2 separate regions of the Hordeum vulgare genome follow, and region 1 is linked to region 2. Evidence: chromatin contacts called from public Hi-C data. All regions are on one chromosome and are shown on one strand. Each heading gives the region's core, a stretch centred on a gene start, on an enhancer-like site or on the middle of the called end of the contact. The rest is flanking DNA. Distances are from core to core; before and after follow the strand shown.

Evidence for each region. Hi-C and Micro-C count contacts between places; a contact is called where the count stands out from the background.
Region 1: a Hi-C map of leaf shows a contact between it and region 2, with 2.8 times the contacts expected there. The contact joins the enhancer-like site here to the promoter of LOC123449379 in region 2. A contact is called at or near these places in 1 of 6 Hi-C or Micro-C datasets (leaf) and 1 of 1 datasets of contacts at active chromatin or transcription factors (embryo).

The regions. Positions count from the first base shown.
Region 1 is chr4H:541,615,124-541,620,251 of MorexV3_pseudomolecules_assembly, reverse strand. No RefSeq gene overlaps it. Among protein-coding and RNA genes, the nearest start is that of LOC123446860, 260 kb to the right of the region's middle. Within about 2 kb of position 1,266, at least 3 of the 3 cell types and tissues checked have open chromatin away from gene starts, as enhancers often do. A contact at or near this core is called in leaf, where this site is marked.
Region 2 is chr4H:541,331,903-541,337,099 of MorexV3_pseudomolecules_assembly, reverse strand. It overlaps LOC123449379 (CASP-like protein 5A1), which reads left to right and starts at 1,372. Exons shown (of 3, transcript XM_045126581.1): 1 at 1,372-1,857; 2 at 3,751-3,883; 3 at 4,415-4,908. The coding sequence starts at 1,646. The coding sequence ends at 4,606.

The DNA of each region.
Region 1 (5,128 bases), core at 17-2,516, 280 kb before region 2:
TGAGATTCATGAAATTGTTGATGGAGAAGGGTTGATAATGACGACGGCGATGAATCCCCCTCACCGGAGCACCAAATGGACTCCAAATGAGCCGCCCCGAGGAAGAACAGGAGGAGGCGGCGGCTTCGTCTCGTAAAATGCGATGAAATCTTCTCTCTGATATTTTTCTCCAAAGATATGAATATATAGGACTGGAATTAGGGTTGGAGGAGACACATAGGCCCCACAAGGCATCAGGGTGCGGGCAGGGGTGCTGGTTGCGCCATGTTGCCTTGTGGCTCACAGGCATACCCCCTCTGGTGGTTCTCCGCTCCAAAATTCCTTATTTATTCCATAGATAATTCACAAAAAGTTTCATCCAATTCCGAAAACTATTATTTCTGCACAAAACTAACACCAAGGCAGTTCTGCTAAAAACATCGTCAGCCCGGGCTAGTTACATTCAAATCATGCAAATTAGAGTCCAAAACTAGAGAAAAAGTGTTTGAAAAAATAGATACGTTGAAGATGTATAAGGTACTTCTAAGGAGGTGTTTGGCAATAGAAATGGTAACGGTAATGTTAACATAATCATATCACAACGTTTAAGGAGGTGTAATGATATTTTTTTTCAAATTTATTTGGTTCATGTTTGGGATGAGTCCGGAGAGTGGCATCCAACTGTTCTCATTTTAAAAGTTTTCCCTATTTCCAGGAAGAAAACGAACACTTCAACCTCAATGAGTCACTCCATTGAGCGTGATTTAATTTGTTCCCAGAAACATCCATTTGGGCATGCCTAGCGCTAGCGCTAGGAAATGGTATACGAAGTTAGAAAAGGAGGTCCTTCACCCCTTGACCAACGTGAGGTAAGGTGGGTTTGGATTCAAATTTAGATCTTTGGGGCTATTATAAAATTTTCAACTTGATCCAACTCTCGAGTTTAAAGATTCCACACACGTGAATTCTATTGGATGTTCAAAATCAAAAACTAGAAATTAATTTTAGGGGTTTATTAGGGCCTATATTCATGTTTTCGTATATAAAATGAACGTCCAAACTCGTATTGGGCGGAAACTATTATTCTCACACTGAAAACAAGTATTTAGATTTATTGATTTTTTTTATTGATTCGGTAATTATAAAGGCCGTGATGAATCTTCTCTGATTTTTAAAAATAGAAAATTACTTAAAAATCTATAATAGCTATTGGGACGAATCTGGCCCATTCCCTCCCTCCCCACGGACGAGAATTGCTTGAGCCATACTTAGCCTTACGTTGAGCCCCCTATGGGGGACCTTCTATACGCCGCTTACTGCCGCAATCAGTCTAGGCTACGCATAGAGCTCCTATACAGCCTTTTCTTATTTTTTTTCTTTTTCCTTTTTCCGTTTCTCTGTCATTTATTTCATTTAGTTATTTTTAATTCCTTTTCATTCTGTTTCTTGTTCTTCAAAACAAAAAAAAATCCCAAATATCAAAAAATGTTCTTATTATAAGTTTTTATTCACATATTTAAAAAATGTTTGCATATTTCAAATACATGTTCACCTTTCATAAAGTATTCATAATTTTGAAAAATGTTCACGATTTTTAAAAAATGTTTGTGTTTTTATATTTGTGTTGGAGTTCAATAAAATGTTTTTCTGATTGTAAACTTTAAACAAACTTTAAAAGGAGATTTTTTTTTCAAATTCCTGGACACTTTTTGAGACTCAAAATATTTTATGAAAATCATGAAGAAATTTTGAGTATGAGACTGATTTTTTATACATGAAAATTGTGAACAAAGTTTTAAAAGGAGAACAATTTTAGAAACAGAAATATTTGTATGAAATCATGATTTTTTTTGTTGGAAACAAAAACATATTTTAAAATCCATGACATTTTTTTCAAAATATGAACAAAAAAATCATGCAATTTTTTTAATACGAGAACATTTTTTGAAACACAAACATTTAAAAAAATATGAACACAATATCTAGATGGGTCCATAACAGTATCTAGATGGCTCTCTCTCTCTCTTCAATCTTCAATACAATGATCTTTTCATAGACCTATTTGATGTAATTCTTGTGGTGTGCTGGAATTAGAATATTCATTGAAAGTAATTGCATATTCTCTACTCTATTTTGTATAATTTAATATCTATGTATGCTTTTCAATCTATAACTTTTCTTTGGCCAAGTAAACGAGTAGATCTTCAAAGGGAGTAGTGCATAGTAGTTCGTTCAATCTTGTGGTGTCCTTACTCGATGACAGGAGGATTTGGAAGGCACATATTGTATTGTTTCATAAAAACAATGGGACCTAAACATATTTATTGATTTTATCTTTTCTATATTATATCATCTTGCTTCAAGCATTACTCTATTTGTTATGAACTTCATACCTTGTGATACATGCTGGATAACGGTTAAGGGGTATAGTAATAGTAGTAGGCGTCAGTAAGTTTAATGGTCTACTTAGCATGGACGTAATGACTATATATGAATTTTGCATGAATAATTTTTAAAAATTACATAATAATAATTTGTCTATCCACCATATTATGCTCATAAGAGATATGACTCTAGTGAATATTATGGCATCGAGGTTCACTTTTCCTATTAAATACCAAAAATATAATTACCTTGTTGTTCTTATTTACTTTTTACCTTATTTATTATCTACCTATCAGGACCAGATTTAATCCCCACAATTGAGGGGAGCAAGAGGATTGACAGCCATCTCATTCGTTGGGTGTGAGCATTTTCTTTGTATGTGTGTGCAGGTACTGCAAAAATTAGAAAATGTCAAACAAAAGGAGCAAGAAAAGGTTAAAAAATGAAAACAAAAACATTGACATTTTTGAAAAATAAGAACATTTTTTGAAGTTATGGATATTTTTAAAAATGACAGTTATTTAAAATTAAGAACATTTTTGAATTTTAAGAACAATTTTCGAACATGAACTTAGTTTAAAAGCTGGACAATAGAAACTTTTGAACAATTTTTCAACAACTTCTGTTTTTTTTACTCGTGGATTAGTCTAATCGAGGAAGTGCTAATATTTCCAACAATCCAAAAACCTTATTTTAGGCTCTTTTCGATTCATGGCTTCGCCGCTACACCAAAACTGAACAAGCTCATCAGAACACATTTTAAGTGTTGGCACACGAGGGCCACCTTGTGGCTCACATCTATGAATGTGTTGTGGGTCGGTGCCATGGATCCCGTAGGAACGATTGATCCTTAACAAGAAAAGGCGTTCCGGGAGGCCACCACCATCTTTGTGGGAGTCGTTCTTACTATGATCGGAGACAAGTTAGTAGACGCATATCTCCATATGTGCATTGTCAAAATCTTGTGGGATGCGCTCAAAGCTTAGTTCGGCGCAACCAATGCTGGAAGCGAACTGTATGCTATGGAGTAGTTTCATGATTACAGGATGGTTGATAACTGTCGTGTTCTGGACAATGCTCATGAGATACATCGCATCATTAAGGAGCTGGAGCTCCTGAAGTGTGAGTTATTGGACAAGTTTTTCGCGGGTTTCATTATTGCATAACTCCCGCCTAGATTGAGGAACTCTGCTACTTCTCTCAAGCACTTGAGACGTGAATTTTATGTTGAGTATATCATCGGTCATCTAAATGTTGAGCAGAACTCGAAAGCAAAGGAGTCACACGTGAAAGTGACAGAGGGTTCTTCTAGCGCCATTGTCGTGCAAAAGGATTTTGACAAGTTCAAGGGAAAGAACTCTCTCGAGTAGAATACTATCTTCAAGAAGAACGGTAAGAAGAAATACAAGAAGAGAGATGGCTTCTTTACTTGTGGTTCAAAGGAACACTGGGCAAACAAGTACAAGAAGCCAGGACAGGACTCCAAGTTTGTTAATGTGAATATGAGCAACGGTGATGGGGCAACTTGGTATGGTAATTTTTTTACTGTACTTTCATTTTGTGAGTCCATCGATTGGTGGGTTGACACCAGGGCCAATATTCATGTGCGCGTTGATGTTTCATTGTTCTCTTCATACCAGCTCACACAAGATTGCTCTGTCCTGATGGGGAATGGATCGCATGCTTCTGTTCATGATGTTGGCATGATGGATCTGAAGTTTATTTCGGTAAAGATCGTGGAACTGAAGAATGTGCAGCATGTCCCAACTATCAAGAAGAATCTCATTAGTGGCTCTCCTCTATGTAAAGAAGGGTTTAAGTTCGTATTCGAGTCTAGTAAAGTAGTCATATCTCGGTACGGACTGTTTGTTGGAAAAAGATATGATTGCGGAGGTTTGTTTCGCCTTTTCCTAGAGGATTTTTGTAATAACGTCGTGAACCAAATTCACACTAACATGAACGAATGTGAGGTTTGGCAATCACGTCTTTGTCACATTAATTTCGGTTGTATTACATGACTAGCTAAGATGGATTTAATCCCGAGTTTCACTTTGGCAAAGGCTCCTAGTGCCATGCGTGTGTGCAAGCTAAGAAACCTCGTAATCCTCACAAGGTTGCCAAGGAGAGACACATAGCACGACTAAAGCTCAAACATTCAAATTTGTGCGAGATGAATGGTGTGTTGACTAAAGGTGGAAAGAAATATTTCATGACGTTGATTGACGATTCCACAAGATTCTGCTATGTGTATTTGTTAAATACTAAGGATGAGGATTTCCACTACTTTAAAATCTATAAGGTAGATGTTGAGAACAAATCTAAAAAGAAAACAAAACGAGTTCGCTCTCATCATGGTGGAGATTACTTTCCTAATGAGTTCGATTTACTCTATGCGGAACATGGCATTATTCACGAGAGGACGCCTCCCTACTCACACTACTCAAATGGGGTTGTCGAATGGAAAAACCGTACTCTAACAGATTTGGCTAAGGCCATGTTAGATACATTGGGTTTATCCAAGGCATGGTGGGGGTCTCTGTATTGACATCATGTCATGTCCTGAATAAAGTTCCCACGAAGGAAAATTTACTAATCATTTGAGCAATGGGAAAAGAAAAGAAATACACTCTCATACTTGTGGACTTGGGGCTCTTTGGCGAATGTCAATGTGTCGATAATCAAAAAGCATAAATTGGGACCAAAGACCATGGATTGCATATTTATGGGCTATGCGAAGCAGAGCGTTGGCTATAGATTTCTAGGG
Region 2 (5,197 bases), core at 123-2,622:
TGCAGGGCTTCTGGGGCGGGAGGTGGAACCTCATGGTGTCCGCCATCCTCCGGCCGTTGGTGTACGACCCCGTGCGCGCGCGCGCCGGGAACCCCGCGGGCGTGTTGGCCACCTTCCTCGTGTCCGGGCTGATGCACGAGGGCATGGTGTACTACCTCATCCTTCGGCGGCCAGACGGTAGGATGACCGCATTCTTCCTGCTCCACGACATTTGCTGCGTCGCCGAGGGGTGGTGCGCGCGGTGGTGGGCGGCGAGGGTCTTGCCGTCGCCGCCGTGGGCCGTGGCGACGGTGCTGGTGGTGGTGTTCGTCGCGGGCACGTCGTTCTGGCTCTTCTTCCCGCCGCTGTGCAAGGACGGGGTGGAGGAGAAGCTGCTGGATGAAGGTCTTCCAGCGCGGGCCGGCCACCAGCTCCGACCACTCCTCGTCCATTGTCGTCCCCGCGGGCGAGCGGCGGGCGTACGAGGAGGACGACTGCCACGGTGCGGAGAAGCAGCAGCAGCGGTACCGGCGGCGCGAGAAGAAGGCCGCGTCGGCGTCGTCGGGCCCTCCCGCCGCCATGTCGGCGTGTGCGGCGCCGGCGTCCATGGAGATCTCGGGGCGGTTGGCCGGGACTCTTTCTTGGAGGGCGATGCGTGGCGCGTGCGGGTTGCGGAGGGGAACGGAGGCAGAGCCGAGAGCGTGAAGAGTGCTGCAGGAACACCGGCCTGGCTGCCGTACTGCCCGCCGTGCTGCAGAGAAAGCGCGAGTGCGGGTGGATCCGGTCTGCATAGAGAGAGAGCCGGTTTTCCCCCGGCCAAAATGGTTCAGGCCGGTTTTTCTTGTAAGAGACTGACCGATGAGCCATATCTGTCAGAAAGAGCATCTATACGTAGAAATACATGATTTACAAAATACGGTTTGTATCTTGATATGAATTTATAAAAAAAAATTAAAAGATGACACCAACTTATGAATACAGCCCGAATTATGATAGTCTTTTGCAATTCACTACGGCCACGCTTCCGCCCACGCTCGGGTCCGTTCCCCTCCCGACGCCGGGGGGACGGAATGTGCGCTACGCGCTCGTGATCCGCGCGGTCGACCGCGTCCTTCCGTTCCGGGCCAGCACGTACGCGCCCGTGACACAGGACCGCGATCGCTCACGTCCGCCTCTGCTTCACGCTCGTACCCGTCAGGAAAAATGCTGGAGTACTGGCAGAATTACAGACAGGCGGGGCCGGGCCGGGCGAGAAGAAGGACGGGCAGACCGGGCCCGCCACCGCACAGTGGCGGCACGGACAAGGAAGCAAAGTCAGCCCTGCCCGGCCCCGCCCGCCCCGGCCCATTTCCGTCCACCACGCCGCTGAGGAGAGGGAGAGAGGGACAGAGGAGAGAGAGTGAAGGACCCCACGGCGTGCCGTCGCGGCTGCAGCTCCCCAGAAACTGCCGTCGCCTTTCCCCCCGGCCAAAAGCAAGGCGAACCAACGGCAACCAGCCCCTCCCCGATCGACCCCGGCGCGTGTGGCCCGCACCGCTCGCCCCTCCTCCCCGCTCTCATCCTCGTCGACTCCGCCCAATCCAGTCCAAACCCTTCTTCGCCCAGCCCCCACCGGTCCCGAGGCGGGAGGAGGCTGAGCCTGTTCCGTCGGGGGGCGGGGGTCGAGATGTTCGCGAGCAGGCCGGCGGTGCACCCGGTGGAGGCGCCGCCGCCGACGGATCCGGTGGAGCAGCCCACGGGGGTGCTCATGAAGGACCTGCCCGGGATGCCCGGCACGGCCGGCGGCCTCGCGCTCCGCCTCGCGCAGTTCGCCTTCGCAGCCGTCGCGCTCGCCGTCATGGCCTCCACCAACGACTTCCCCTCCGTCAGCGCCTTCTGGTAACCTTCCTCCCCACCCCCCATCCTAGTAATTTCTCATCACTAGTACTAGTATTTGCCCCAACTGGACGTGTAGGACCTTAGCATCCATCGCTTTACGTTTAGTTCCAATCGCTGCTCAAGCAGGGAAATATGATCTCACATGTACTGCTGGGTGAAGTGTGTGTGCACTTTTAGAGCTTGGGGCCGTGGGGAATTCGGTGTTCAAGAACGGAAATATGATCTGCTATGTACTCTGGCACTCCATCTGTTGGAGCTTAGCTCATGTCGGTGATAGGTTCCCAAAGCTTGGAATGATGTTTGTTATGCAACTTGTGGAAACCTGTGTCTATGGCCACTCCTGCCTCAGCTCAGAATGAATGGTAGGAGTGTGAATTTGGATGAGTACTACTACCTTGTGCACAAAACAAAATAAAAATGTGCCTATGTATCATCATAGTATATTTATGGAGGGGGCAAACAAAGATAATCATGTGAGGATTATTGTTATCCTGAAACATGGTATTTTATTTATTTATTTTGACAGTTCTGTATTGTGGTTTAGCGGGTACTATTGTTATCTCAGCAGCTGCATATATGTGCTATTCCACTGAACATGCACAATTTCAAGGTGAGATGACAGTATGCTGAGTCAAAGTGGCAAAAACAGGGGAGTGCGTGCACCACTCGAATTCTGAAATTGTTAGTGAGATTAATTATATGAAACAAAGGATTCTAGAAGCAAATAAAATAATTGATTAATCTATTTACTACTTCCTAAAAACATGCAATTTCATGTCATATCATATAGGAATATAATGCCACCATATGCATATGAACATGTCACAAACTAGTGAACTACGATAGGAAACAGGGTTTTTGTTGTTTTTGACCGTTTTGCTTTGTGGTTCAATATCTACTGAATATCTCAAGGGTACAATCCCATGTCACAAACTAGTGAACTACAATAGGAAGAGAAATATCACATCCACATGTCCCTTTCTACTTATCCTCAACGTACTAAACTGCATTTCTGTTCACTATTTATGAAACTGCCATGGGCAGAATAGTCGATTGTTACATTATCTACCAGACTAAAACAGAGGTCCCTTATGTCTTATACATATTATTGAGTTCTTTTAATTGAGTTGTAGCGCAAAATTTCCTTTTGGCAAAGACTGGGGAACCAGCAGGCATTTTTCCTTTTGCTAACATACGTACTTCAAATTCACTTTTTGATATAACAAAAGGGGTGTGTGTGTGCGTGCTTGTGGCACTGTTTTTTAATTTAAGAAAACAGCGTCCACCCCCCTCTGATTACAGAAACCAAGGTCTTCCTGATACAAACTACTCTTGTAGCACTGTTTTACCTTACTAAACAATTCCTGGTACAACTATGTTGGGTTTGTATAGAATGATTTAGTCCCAACCTTTCAAGTTAATTATGTAGTTATTCTGAATGATCTTAGATAAAAAAATTACCCCTCGGATCATACTACAATGTGGAAATTTGATCATACTATGTACTTTCGTGTAATATTTTAAGAGAAATTTAGACTTCTACATCTAAAACTATCATGCTAGATCTTTAATATTTTCCAAATTCATTTAGCCAAGCCTTCTTGAATATACATAGGTTTATCTGGTTTTGTTACTGCTTATTATATGGGCATGCCTGTGCGTAACAGAAATTCAACATTTGCATTAGTGATGACTGGATAGACATGGGTGGGTACTTGTTTGTTTACCCAGTATACAGCAAACAACACAGAGCGTGTTCATGCTTTGGAGTTATAAAAGGAAGCTCTGCTGTGTCTAGTTTATTTGCTTGTTTCTGCTGCACTCAAGTTACTCTGGCAGTGCTATTCTGTATTTCTAGTTTCTGGCAAACTGACGAAATGCTGTTTTGGCCAGCTATCTTGTTGCAGCAACCATATTGCAATGCCTGTGGAGCTTTTCGCTTGCCATTGTCGATATCTATGCATTGCTTGTTAAGCGTTGTCTACGGAACCGCCGCGCTGTTTGCCTGTTCGCGATTGGTGATGGGGTAAGTCAATATAAATATCTGCTCATGTCTATGATGCTTGGTCGATTCACTTGGTCAATTTACTATTATATCTTTTTTTTTTGTCTAAACAATTTGTGCTGAGATATACTCCCTCCGTTCCTAAATATAAGTCTTTTAAGAGATTTCACTAAATGTCTACATACGAAGCAAAATGAATGGATCTATACTTTTAAATATGTCTATATACATCCGTATGTAGTCTATTAGTGAAACGTCTAGAAAGACTTATATTTAGGAACGGAGGGAGTATATAAATGTGCTACCCGTGTGAGCTTGTCCATGTATCTAGTAACTTAGTGCTTTTCCATCGTTCTTTTAAGAATATTAGCTGTGTGGTTTATAGAGTAAGAAATCTTGCAGTGAGATAAAGTACGTGCTCAGATTACCACAGTTGAATGAGACTGCATTGTTATGGCAAGCTCCTGCATGTTAGTTTCATCCTGCAAATTATAAATGCATTCTTTTGACTGTGTGAGGTCTAATATAGTGATCGTCGTTGTTTCTTGGTAGATCACGGCAGCACTGATCTTCGGCGCAGCATGCTCATCAGCGGGCATCACCGTCTTAATCGACAACGATCTGAACATCTGTGCCGAGAACCACTGCGGAAGCTTTGAGACCGCGACGGCGATGGCGTTCATGAGCTGGTTCGCTCTGACACCGTCCTTCCTGCTGAACTTCTGGTCGATGGCTTCCCGATGAAAAACAACGAGGAAGATATAGCTTGACTTGGAACTGTTTTGTGCGCCCAGTTATGGTTTAGCGGCATCTGGATAGAGTTGGCACAGCTAATCGCATTGTGATCGGAAGCTGATGTGCGCCTGTGGAGACACACACGTATCTAGCACTACACCTATGTAAAAAAGTGGAATAGGTAATCAATGGCTTGTCTTGAACATTGTGTTGCTATGGAACTCTACTAGGATTCTTTTGACCCCAGGCAAGCGCGTGCCCTGTATAACGCTTTGATGTCCTGAACCAAACTGGTTGAGTTTTGCCCTGAATCATGTGTATCCCATTGTGCATACAGAGTGCTGGCGGTGCCGACTGATTCATGATGAGTAGGAGCGGGCGCAATGTTGCCATCTTTTTTTTTTTTTTGAAAATTGTTGCCATCTTTTCTTAGGATAGGAGAATGGAGACGCACTCCTGATCTCCTTTCCTTTTCGCCTATTGGTTTTTTGTGATGGATGTATCTTGGCCGTATCAAGGCCAAATTCCAGGTCACGTCTCGGTGTTGGTTGTCCCTTGTCCTGAGCTGGAGGTGCATTGCTAGCCAGAACAACGTTATCG